Regions from separate parts of the Zea mays genome. Here region 2 is linked to region 1. The links are chromatin contacts, called in public Hi-C maps. All regions are on one chromosome and are shown on one strand. Each heading gives the region's core, a stretch centred on a gene start, on an enhancer-like site or on the middle of the called end of the contact. The rest is flanking DNA. Distances are from core to core; before and after follow the strand shown.

Region 1 (5,034 bases), core at 1,872-4,371:
CAAAATATCAGTAATCCTTACTCTCCTTGGAAGGGATAGATGGCTAGGAATTTTAGCAAAACTTCAGTGTAAGTATAGGTAGATGATATAAGTTGAATTGCCTTGACAAATTATAATCTCTAAATTATTTTGTTTGCAGGCTTCATACCGAAGGCCTAGCTTCTATTGGTTGATACAAGTTTTTGTATATGAAATGGGGAAGGCCTTATGTGCAAAAGGATCCACAGTAATCACACTATTTTTTGTGTTAACCATATGCTCTTTGTGGATGGAAGGCTGCTGCTGGTGGATGCAAGCTTTTGTATACGAAATAAGAGATGGAGAACGTTGGTAATATATAAAAGGATCTGAGTTTAACATTTGTCTTTTGTATATGCAAGCTTTTGTAATAGGCTCTCAAATTGCAGCAAACACGTGTAGCTTTGTTCCATTTAATTGCTTTATTAGATGTATGCATTGTCTTCTCTGTTCTTTGTAATTTCTCCTAAAAGAAGCAGCTGCTAACAGTAAGACTTGGGGAGGGAAAGAGAAAAAAACATATGGCTTTGATCCTAGCCATTCATGGCCTTTTGAATGAAACAGATACAGCTACTGCATAGATTCCAGTAGCAGTTGCTACTGTATCTGATCCAGGTCCTAATGTTTTAGCACATTTGTCTGATTCCCTCAATGAACTTTGCTCCGCTCAACGCTACTGCCTAACTCAGAAGCGCGAATTGGAACATCGATGAGCAAGGGGGGCACGAGGTCCGTACCGAATTTGGTGAGGAGGAATGAGAGGACGAGCCCAACAGGGCCAGCTCCGACGATGAGTACGGGCAGATGTGGCGCGTCGCTCCGGCCTCCGCCGCCGGCTAGTGTCGACAAGAGTGGGCTTTGGCAACGGCGGAGCCACAAGAGCGCGCCCCGGTGCGTGGAGAAGAGCCCCCCACGCCCACCTCTGGTGATCGACGGCATAGATGTGATCGATTCGATTGGGGGCGTATGGCCTTCAGCGTCGGTGGTGGAATAGGCTGCAACCTGCAAAAGGGGTTCATGGGTTTAGAAGGGAGAAATTTAGAATTTAACCATTAGGCTCGCTCTAACCATTCCCCCTCTTATCTTCCTCTATTTGTACTTTGTATGCATTTTTAAATAACTTCCCCTCTTTTATTTCTCCCCTTGTTTCACCTCCTCTCCAATCAATTCCCCTATTCGGCTCCCCTTTATACTTTAAGTGGACTATTTGACATTTATATATCAGTTTCTAAAGTTTAAAAAATCATATAATGTTTTTAGTACAGTGACACATTGTTATTTGGTAATTAAAATTAAAAACAATTAATTTCACATTAAATATCATTCTCTATCTCTACTAACTATTAAGACAATAGTGTAGACCATCCTCGTGCCCCCGCCTCCCCTACGAAAGCTGCCTCCGCGCATGCCCAGTGCCGCCCCGCCCTCCCTGCATGCATCGCAGCCTTGCCTTGTGGGGCTCGCCCTCCCCGCATGTCGCGCTCACGCAGCGTCAGAACGCAACCACATGTCGCGCCCCCAAGAACCCCAGTTTCAATTCTTCGGAAGTCTTAGAGCTTGCAGGGACGGGACGGACGGAACGGCAATGCGCAAAGGCGCCGCCTCCGCGCGCGGCTCCGGGAGCACCACGCCGGCACAGCGAAACCTCCTCTCCGCGCGACCGAACTCAGATCTCGCCGCCGCCGAGCTTCAGAAGGACGGCTCCGAGCTCCAGGGGGGGGGCTGCTTTCCGCCGCCGCGACGCACATCCGACCGCTGCCACCGCCGGAGGGGGAGAACTACTGAACTAGGACCGCGGAGCACCTCCACCGCTGCTACTGACGGACACTGCTTCCTTCTCGTGCCTGCAACCGTGGCCCCGGCCCACTCTGTGCAGCAGGGGAGGAGGAGGTCGCCTTGCTTCGCTTTGCTTCTTCTGTCTTCCTCATGAGCGCAGAGCCTAGAGGGTCTCCCTCGGGGCTCAGCAGCTGGCACATGACGCTGGCGCTGGCATCGATATCCATCCGACGAAATTTAGCCGAACCCCGAAGCAAAATCTAAGATTAAGCTAGCGCAACAAGGGGATTAGCAACTGTTATGCTCTGAATAGAAGCGTGGGAAGAGAAGAACCTGATGCAAGTGAGCGAGCGTACCAGTAGAGGAGGAAGAGGGCGGCGGCGGCGGAGCAAGCAGCTTCTGCTGATGAACCCTGTGAACACGTTGTCAATAAGTAAGAAGAGAAAAAAGAAACTAAATAAGCAATTTGAACTCGAGCTCTGTTTTGAAACACAAGGGAACTGGCAGAGAGGGTCTCGTCTCTCGTGGAGCGCATTGGAAGCAGCAGCCAACAGACACAAAATCCTCCACCGTTTACATGGAGAAACACGAATGGCGGTGGCCGGTGGATACAGATCAGCGTCTGCAGCCAGCAGCACCCCTGCCGAAGCCGCGAAGCACTGGGTACGTACGGGGACTCCGGTAGCAGACTAGATCTCATCTCTTGTTTCTTTCTGCGCCAGACCGATAAACGGAATAACAAGAAGAAGAGCACGAACGAAGGGAAGGATGGAGAAGCTTCTGTTTTTCCGCCGCCGCCGCAAGGAAGGAACGGAATCGGTGCCAGAGTTGCAACGCATGCACGCACAAGTAGCATCCGCGGGCATCCCGAGAGCCAAGGCTTTCCCTCCATCGAATTTTCAGCGCCGAATCCAGCGATACAGAGAGGAGGAGGCGCCAAACAGCACAGGAAGGAAGGAAAGGGAGGAGAAAGCGAGGAGGAGGCGTAGCTCACCGGCGGCAGCGGGGCTGGGGAGACGAGGAGGCCCGGACGGATGCGGCGGCCGCGCGCGGGAAGGGAGAGGGATGAGGGGCGGCGGCGGCGGCGGCGGCGGCGGCGTCTGGTGAATGGTGTTGGTGGTGTGCGGCTATGCGCAGGGAGGGGGGAGATGGGAATCGAGCACGCGAGGTGAGGGGGCAGCCGGCGGCGCAGCAGCGCAGGCGGCATATAACTATAAAAATAATCTCTACTAACCATCCTCGTGTCGCCGCCTCCCTACGAAAGTTGTCTCCGGGCATGCCCAATGTCGCCCCCACCCTCCCTGGTCCTGCATGCATCGTCAGTCTTGCCTTGTGGGGCTCACCCTCCCCGCATGTCGCGCTCACGCAGCATCCACATGTCGCGCCCCCACACCGCCATCTGACGCAGCATCATCCCCTTCTATCCTCATATCTCTACTATTTCTTAAGAACAGAGCGTAGGTGTCCACACCGGTATAGTGCATGGTTCTGCCTCCCACCCCCGACATCCTCCGCTCCGCTCCAATCCTGGATGGTGGTCGCACTTTCATCGCCGCCATTAACGGTCTCATTCCCACGTCCGCGGCCGCCCCCGCAATCAACTCCAATGCCCCCGCAATCCCTTTTCAATCCCGGCGCTCACCTTCCATCGACGAAGCGACTCTTCCTCGCACCTCGTTATGCCCACCCCGACCATGACAAGTGGCCCTTAATGGCAGCGTCCCCCCTGCACTTCCTCGCGCTTGCGTCCCAACAAACACCTCTCCATCTAGGGTTGTCGCCGCCCGATCCAGCAGCCATGGTGACGCCCCTCTGCCCACCCCTGCCGCTACGAGAACATTTAGGTTGTCGGTCGCACGGTTCCCCGTGCAACGTGTCCCTTCTCCTCCGTCACTGCCCGACTCCCTCGCGTGGACAGCGTCGCACAACACAGGAGAGCGGGCTGCTGCTTCGTTCCGGGTCAAGGTGAGCCTCCCTCTCCCTGATCTGACACGAAGTGTTGAGCGTCTCGTGGGCGTGCTCGTCGTCGTGGAGGTCGAGCCAGCACTCGAGCGGCTGTCCGGAGGCGACGCGCGCGGCGGTAACAGATCCAGCCTAGGTCAAGGTGAGCCCCCCTCCCCCTGATCGAGCACGAAGTGATGAGCGTCTCGTGGGTGTGCTCGTCGTCGTGGAGGTCGAGCCAACACTCGAGCGGCCGTCTAGACTACAGTCCGAGCTGCTTAGAGCTCTCCTCGCGTGGGACTGTGCCCATTAGCATTTCATCGAGCACATGAATGCTTATGGTCGCTTAACTGCTCCGATTTGTAGGTTGTGGTCCATATCCGGTCGCTTAGCAGCACTAAGGTGTCGCTGCAGGGGAAGACGCGGTGCGTTAGATATGAATAGAATCAGAGCCTTACCTAGATTGGACACCTGAGCCCGATTCACTTTCGACCTTGACACGGACGAACATGTCACGCATGTCTCATGTTACTCTCGCTTCTCAATTTAGCATTCGCCCTTCTTTCCTTCTGCTGACTTTTTTTGTGTTGACTGTGCAAAAATGTGCAACTTCTCCGTTTTCGTGTTGTTCATGATGATGGACTTAATTGGGAGATTATTTGACGGACTCAAAATTCAATCAAGAAGTTTATGTGAGCAGTTTAGTATCTGAATTTTGAACAAGGATAACCATTAGGATGGCATGTTCAAGGTTGTCGCGGTGCCCATGGTGGAGAACTGCATAGTTAGCTATAAGAGCCGCATTCTTGCTTACAGACAACTAAATTGTAGGTTTAAGTTGTTGATCGCTGTTGTAAATACTCAAGTTATAAGATTGCAGTGTTATGGGTTTACCTTTCAATTAATTACAAATTTGTCTACTTCTGCTAGACAGGAAGCGAAAAATTACAATGCTTGGTGACATAGAAAATGGAACACGGAGGAACAACACACTAGACATCATCTACCTAGTGCATATTATAGTGATGTTTGTTGTTCCAAATTTATGTTTCATACAAATTTTTTACTTCCGTCGCAACGCACGGGTACATACCTAGTGATTAGTGAAGAGGGGGATATTAGTGCTCCCCTCTTCACGCGAGGAGATTTCTGACACACAGAAAACAGGGGAGGAAGAGGGTGAAGCGTTGGAGTAATGGAGGGAGTACGTACATACAGTATAGAGGGGGGGGTGAACGATCGAGTGGATTGTTGGAGTGAGCCTTATGATGTGTGGTGTATGTAAACAGGTGTGTCAGG
Region 2 (5,034 bases), core at 1,850-4,349, 230 kb after region 1:
ATATGCTTTTGTGGAGTGAGGTTAGGTGATGCCTCACTTTATCACTCCACATAGAATAATCTTCACCTTCTAATATAGGTGGTTTGCCTAATGGGACGGAAAGTAATGGAGTGCGTTTTGAAATACGAGGGTAACGAAGGGGCATCTTACTATACTTCTTGCGCTCATGGCGCTTAGAAGTGGCGGATGCCGATTCCGAACCGGAGGTGGAGGGTGACGAAGAGTCGGTCTCGTAGTAGACCACCTTCTTCATCATCTTCTTCTTGTCACCCTTCCGTTGGGACTTGATGGAGGAAGAGGATTCCTCCTTGTGCTTGTCAGTGGACTCCCTTGAGTGCATTCTCCCCGAGCTTGCGGACTTGTCACCGGTCCCGATCTCCCTCTTGGCGGATGCTCCCGACATCACTTCGAGCGGTTAGGCTCTAATGAAGTACCGGGCTCCGATACCAATTGAAAGTCGCCTAGAGGGGGGGTGAATAGGCGGAATCTGAAATTTATAAACTTAAGCACACACTACAAGCCGGGGTTAGCGTTAGAATTAAAATCGAGTCCGAAAAGAGAGGGTGAAAACAAATCACAAGCAAATAAAGAGTGAGACGCGGTGGTTTGTTTTACCGAGGTTCGGTTCTTGCAAACCTACTCCCCGTTGAGGTGGTCACAAAGACCGGGTCTCTTTCAACCCTTTCCCTCTCTCAAACGGTCACCTAGACCGAGTGAGCTTCTCTTCTCAATCAATCGGGACACAAAGTCCCCACAAGGATCACCACACAATTGGTGTCTCTTGCCTTGTTATAATTGAGTTGGAAACTAGAAAGAAGGAAGAAGAAAAGCAATCAAAGCACAAGAACTCAAAGGAACACAAATGTCACTCTCTCTAGTCACTATTTGATTGGAATGAACTTTAGACTTGGGAGAGGATTTGATCTCTTGTTTGTGTCTTGGAATGAAGTCTAGGGCTCTTGTATTGAATGTAAGTGGCTGAAACTTGGATGCTATGAATGGTGGGTGGTTGGGGGTATTTATAACCCCAACCACCAACATAGTCGTTGGTGGAGGCATCTGTCGAATGGCGCACCGGACAGTACAGTGCGCCACCGGACACTGTCCGGTGCGCCAGCCACGTCACCAGGCCGTTAGGGTTCGACCGTTGGAGCTTCTGATAACTGGACCACCGGACAGTCCGGTGTTGCACCAGACAGTCACTGTTTACTGTCCGGTGCACCTTCTGCGCCTGTCCTAACTTCTGCGCGCGCAGGCGCGCACTGTAGCGCATTTATTGCTCGTTGCAGATGACCGTTGGTGTTGTGTAGCCGTTACTCCGCTGGCGCACCGGACAGTCCGGTGAATTATAGCGGAGCGACTCCCAGAATTCCCGAAGGTGGCAAGTTCGGAGTCGGGTTCCCTGGTGCACCGGACACTGTCCGGTGCGTCAGACCAGAGCACACTTCGGTTGTCTTTTGCTCTTTTTATTTGAACCCTTTCTTGGTCTTTTTATTGATTTGTTGTGAACCTTTGGCACCTGTAGAACTCATAATCTAGAGCAAACTAGTTAGTCAAATTATTTGTGTTGGACAATTCAACCACCAAAATCAATTAAGAAAATGTGTAAGCCTATTTCCCTTTCACAAGTTTAATATGAAATGATTAGGATGTCCAGAAGGGGTAATTTTAGTTTCTCTATAATTTCTTACGTAATTAAAGTCTATTAATAAGCCCACTTTATTCCTTATAGTCAAGAGTTTTACACCATAGGTTCAAATCATATATTAATATGATAATTCTATTAACGTAAATAATTAAATATAGTCACTCAAAAGTAACTTCTCAAATTATAGTAAAGATTATAAACATCTTAATATTTTTCTGGTGTATTAAAGGCTCGACACTCCCCACTGTTGTCATTGGAGCATTTATGTAAGGAGCATTTATGTAAGGGTGCACCTCTTACTTATCTCTGCAAGGAGCAATTGCTCTCTACAATATAATTCTTTGCCACTGCAACACAATAAATCTATAATCATCTATATCTTGAGGGTGATGGCGATCAACGAACTTTGAATCATTACCAAACCAAACCATTAGGTGATGGCGATCATCGCATACGGAGATCTATTTTTTAATTTAAATCTCTATTCGTGTACATTAGGAGAAATGAGACAATTATATATTTAGGACTCTAAACATTGCGCTTCGCATAAATGCCATCCAAAATATTTTCTTCGCAAAAAAGAGACTATAAACGTTTTATAATTGATTATACTACCATTTAATGTATATTCTTCATTTTACAAAAGTGTTTCCATGTATTTAGCATCGAAGAGTCAAAATTGCCCCTGCGTCTCTCTCTCGTTCGTCTCTATCTCCTGCTTCGATCGTGTTTCTCTCGTATCTCTAGCTCATCTCTCGCCATGCACAACGATGGCGCAAAGCTTGCCACCGAACGACGATCTCCACTAGCTACCACCGCGCCGGACTTCGCCACGGAGGAGCAGGCCGCGGGGTTCGCCATCCCCGCATCGTCCGCCGGGTTCGGCCTTGCTGTGACGTCCGTGCGGTCTGGCCGAGGCCACGCTTGGCAAGGAATTGTTGGTCGAGGCTGCTACCTCCGTTGCTGATGATACTATACGTGTTATGTTGTTCGTCTGTTCACTGTCGAGCTGTTCGAATCCATTGACCAACAAATGTTCAATAAATAAAATAGCAAAGAAATTACTAACGAGACCAGAGAACACACGTTCCCGGTGGAAGGAAAAAATAAAACAAGTTGCAAACATCGCTGTTGCACGAGCGTGATCCTGCTGCCTAGCTTCCATGTTGCCTAGCTCCCCATGTAGGCGAGTGTGATCTTGGTGACTGGTGACCAAATTCCAGATTTCGGGTGGGGAGCTGCAAAATCATTTAGTGCGTATAACTAGAGGGATAAAAGCGTCTCGTTAGAGGAAAAAATATATAAGATTATATTATGAAAAGGAAGAATATATACTAAATGATAGTGTAATCAATTATAAAATGTTTGTAGTCTCTTTTTGTGAAGAAAATCTTTCAAATGGCATTTGTGTGAAGCATAATGTTTAGAGTCCTAAAAATGCAATTGTCTCTAGGAGGAATATAGTTTTTGAGTTTCTTAAACTCCACACCACCTAAGTCAACACATCACCAATCTCAAAGCAACGGGCACGCTGAGGAGGGCGTCAGGGCGAGACAACCCGCTCGCCGTGGACCGTGGTGCCGCCGCGCGCCCGCTGCCCTGCTCCCCTCCACCTTCCGCGCCCTTGCACTGCTGCCTCCAGTATACTGCGTCGGCGAAGCTTCCAGAATTCCTTGCCTAGGGTTTCTCCGGGCAGCCTTCGATGGGGCCTCCCTTCTTCCTTCTCTTCCTCGTCCTCACGGCCGCTGCGGTCGTGTCCTCGGCCCCCCGGCGGGAGGCGTTCCGCCGGGACCCAGGGCACCCGCACTGGCACCATGGCGCTTTCCACGATGTCGAGGACAGTGTCCGCGCCGACGTCCGCCGCATGCTCCACACCCGAGCAGAGGTACTCCCATCTCTTTTCCGCTCCCTCGCCTTCCACACTAGACCACTCTGCCGGCGCATCCATGGCTCACGTGTACTAGTGCGATCCGCGAATAGGAGCACAATTCGACTAGATTCGAGCTGAATCGGAGCATAGTCCTTCATGACTCTGCTCCCTATGTGCGATCTGCCCTTTGGATTTCATCTATCATCTGCGAGATTGACAGCTTTGTTATGAAGTGTGTTGCGCCAATGTATTCAGATTTTTTGTCAGTGTACAAGTTTAATTACATGATATGATTTTACAAATCTTATCTGGAATCGAGGATGAGGATTGCGGTGCTCACCTGGAGTGTTATGGTGTAATCGAGAGGTTGTTACAGTTAAGCTAGTGCTTTATATAGCAACAAAGGACATCAAACTTATTGTAATCTAAACAACGATCGTGAACTGCCATCCTTCTTTTTTATCTGAAACATGTGTGTTGTTGCCTTTGTTTTTATATGTTTTCCATGTTTATTTAACTCACCAGGAATTTTCTTCAGGTTCCATTTCAAGTGCCTCTTGAGGTTAATGTTGTTCTTATTGGTTTCAATGGTGATGGAGGGTATAGATACTCTTTGGATGGGCACAAGCTCGAAGAATTCCTAAAAATGGGTTTCCCACTTCACAGGCCCTCTTGCTTTGAGACAGGGGAGCCAATTGATATCGAGCATCATATTATGTACAATGTTATATCGGTAATGCCTCATTTAGATAATAATGAATTTCTTTTCACAAATGTGTTATCCTATCGTCACCCATTGCAATTTTCTAGGCTGGACAACCGGAGCTGATATCTCTCGAGAAGTCACTGAAGGAGGCCATGCAACCTGCAGGAATTGCAAGAGATGTAAGCATGAATATATTATTTTCCTATAGAGTGATCACTAACAGTTGTTTGTAATTGTCATGATACAGATACACTGCCTAACTATTTTGTCCCTCACAGAGTGAATATGGCAGGGAATTGCCTCTATTTGAAGTAGAAGCGACTGCAGTGGAATCGATATTTCAGAGGCTATACTCATTCATTTTTGACATGGAGCCTGGTTATCCTGCAAATGACATGGATAGGCCTGTTCCTGTTGCGATATTTATTGTTAATTTTGATAAGGTGAAACCCTGTACCATTCGTCCATTCCTCTTGATTGTATTGTCCGTTTCCTGTTTGTACTTTGTAGTCTGATGCATGCATGTAAATTTTAGATTATAGAGAGTGCAGTCCTTCATGGCTATATAGGAGTCAAGATGCAATATCTTGTTCCATCGTACTGTACTTTTATAGGAAACAGTACTTGAGAAGTTGAGAAAATTATTGAAATATGCATAATAACAACTGTTTTTAGATATTTGTAATAAAAAATCCACCAGAGGGGAAATGTATCCTTAATAAGAGGTGAAGCTCTCACCTTTTACAGATTAAAGTCTATAGTAATTTCCTCTATTGAAACTAATTTGTTCTCAAAGGACATTTAGATAGT

The links. A called contact is a pair of places that touch in the nucleus more often than the background predicts.
Region 2: a contact with region 1 is called in a Hi-C map of tassel, with 2.9 times the contacts expected there. The contact joins the promoter of LOC103634577 here to the promoter of LOC100126935 in region 1. A contact is called at or near these places in 5 of 25 Hi-C or Micro-C datasets (ear, endosperm, leaf and 1 more).

What each region holds. Positions count from the first base shown.
Region 1 is chr1:49,957,915-49,962,948 of Zm-B73-REFERENCE-NAM-5.0, forward strand. LOC100126935 (FAD/NAD(P)-binding oxidoreductase family protein) reads right to left here and starts at 3,122. Exons shown (of 13, transcript XM_008656813.3): 1 at 3,029-3,122; 2 at 2,151-2,206; 3 at 756-1,020. The coding sequence starts at 3,107.
Region 2 is chr1:50,191,253-50,196,286 of Zm-B73-REFERENCE-NAM-5.0, forward strand. It overlaps LOC103634577, which reads left to right and starts at 3,100. Exons shown (of 16, transcript XM_008656825.3): 1 at 3,100-3,533; 2 at 4,057-4,251; 3 at 4,329-4,403; 4 at 4,503-4,667. The coding sequence starts at 3,351.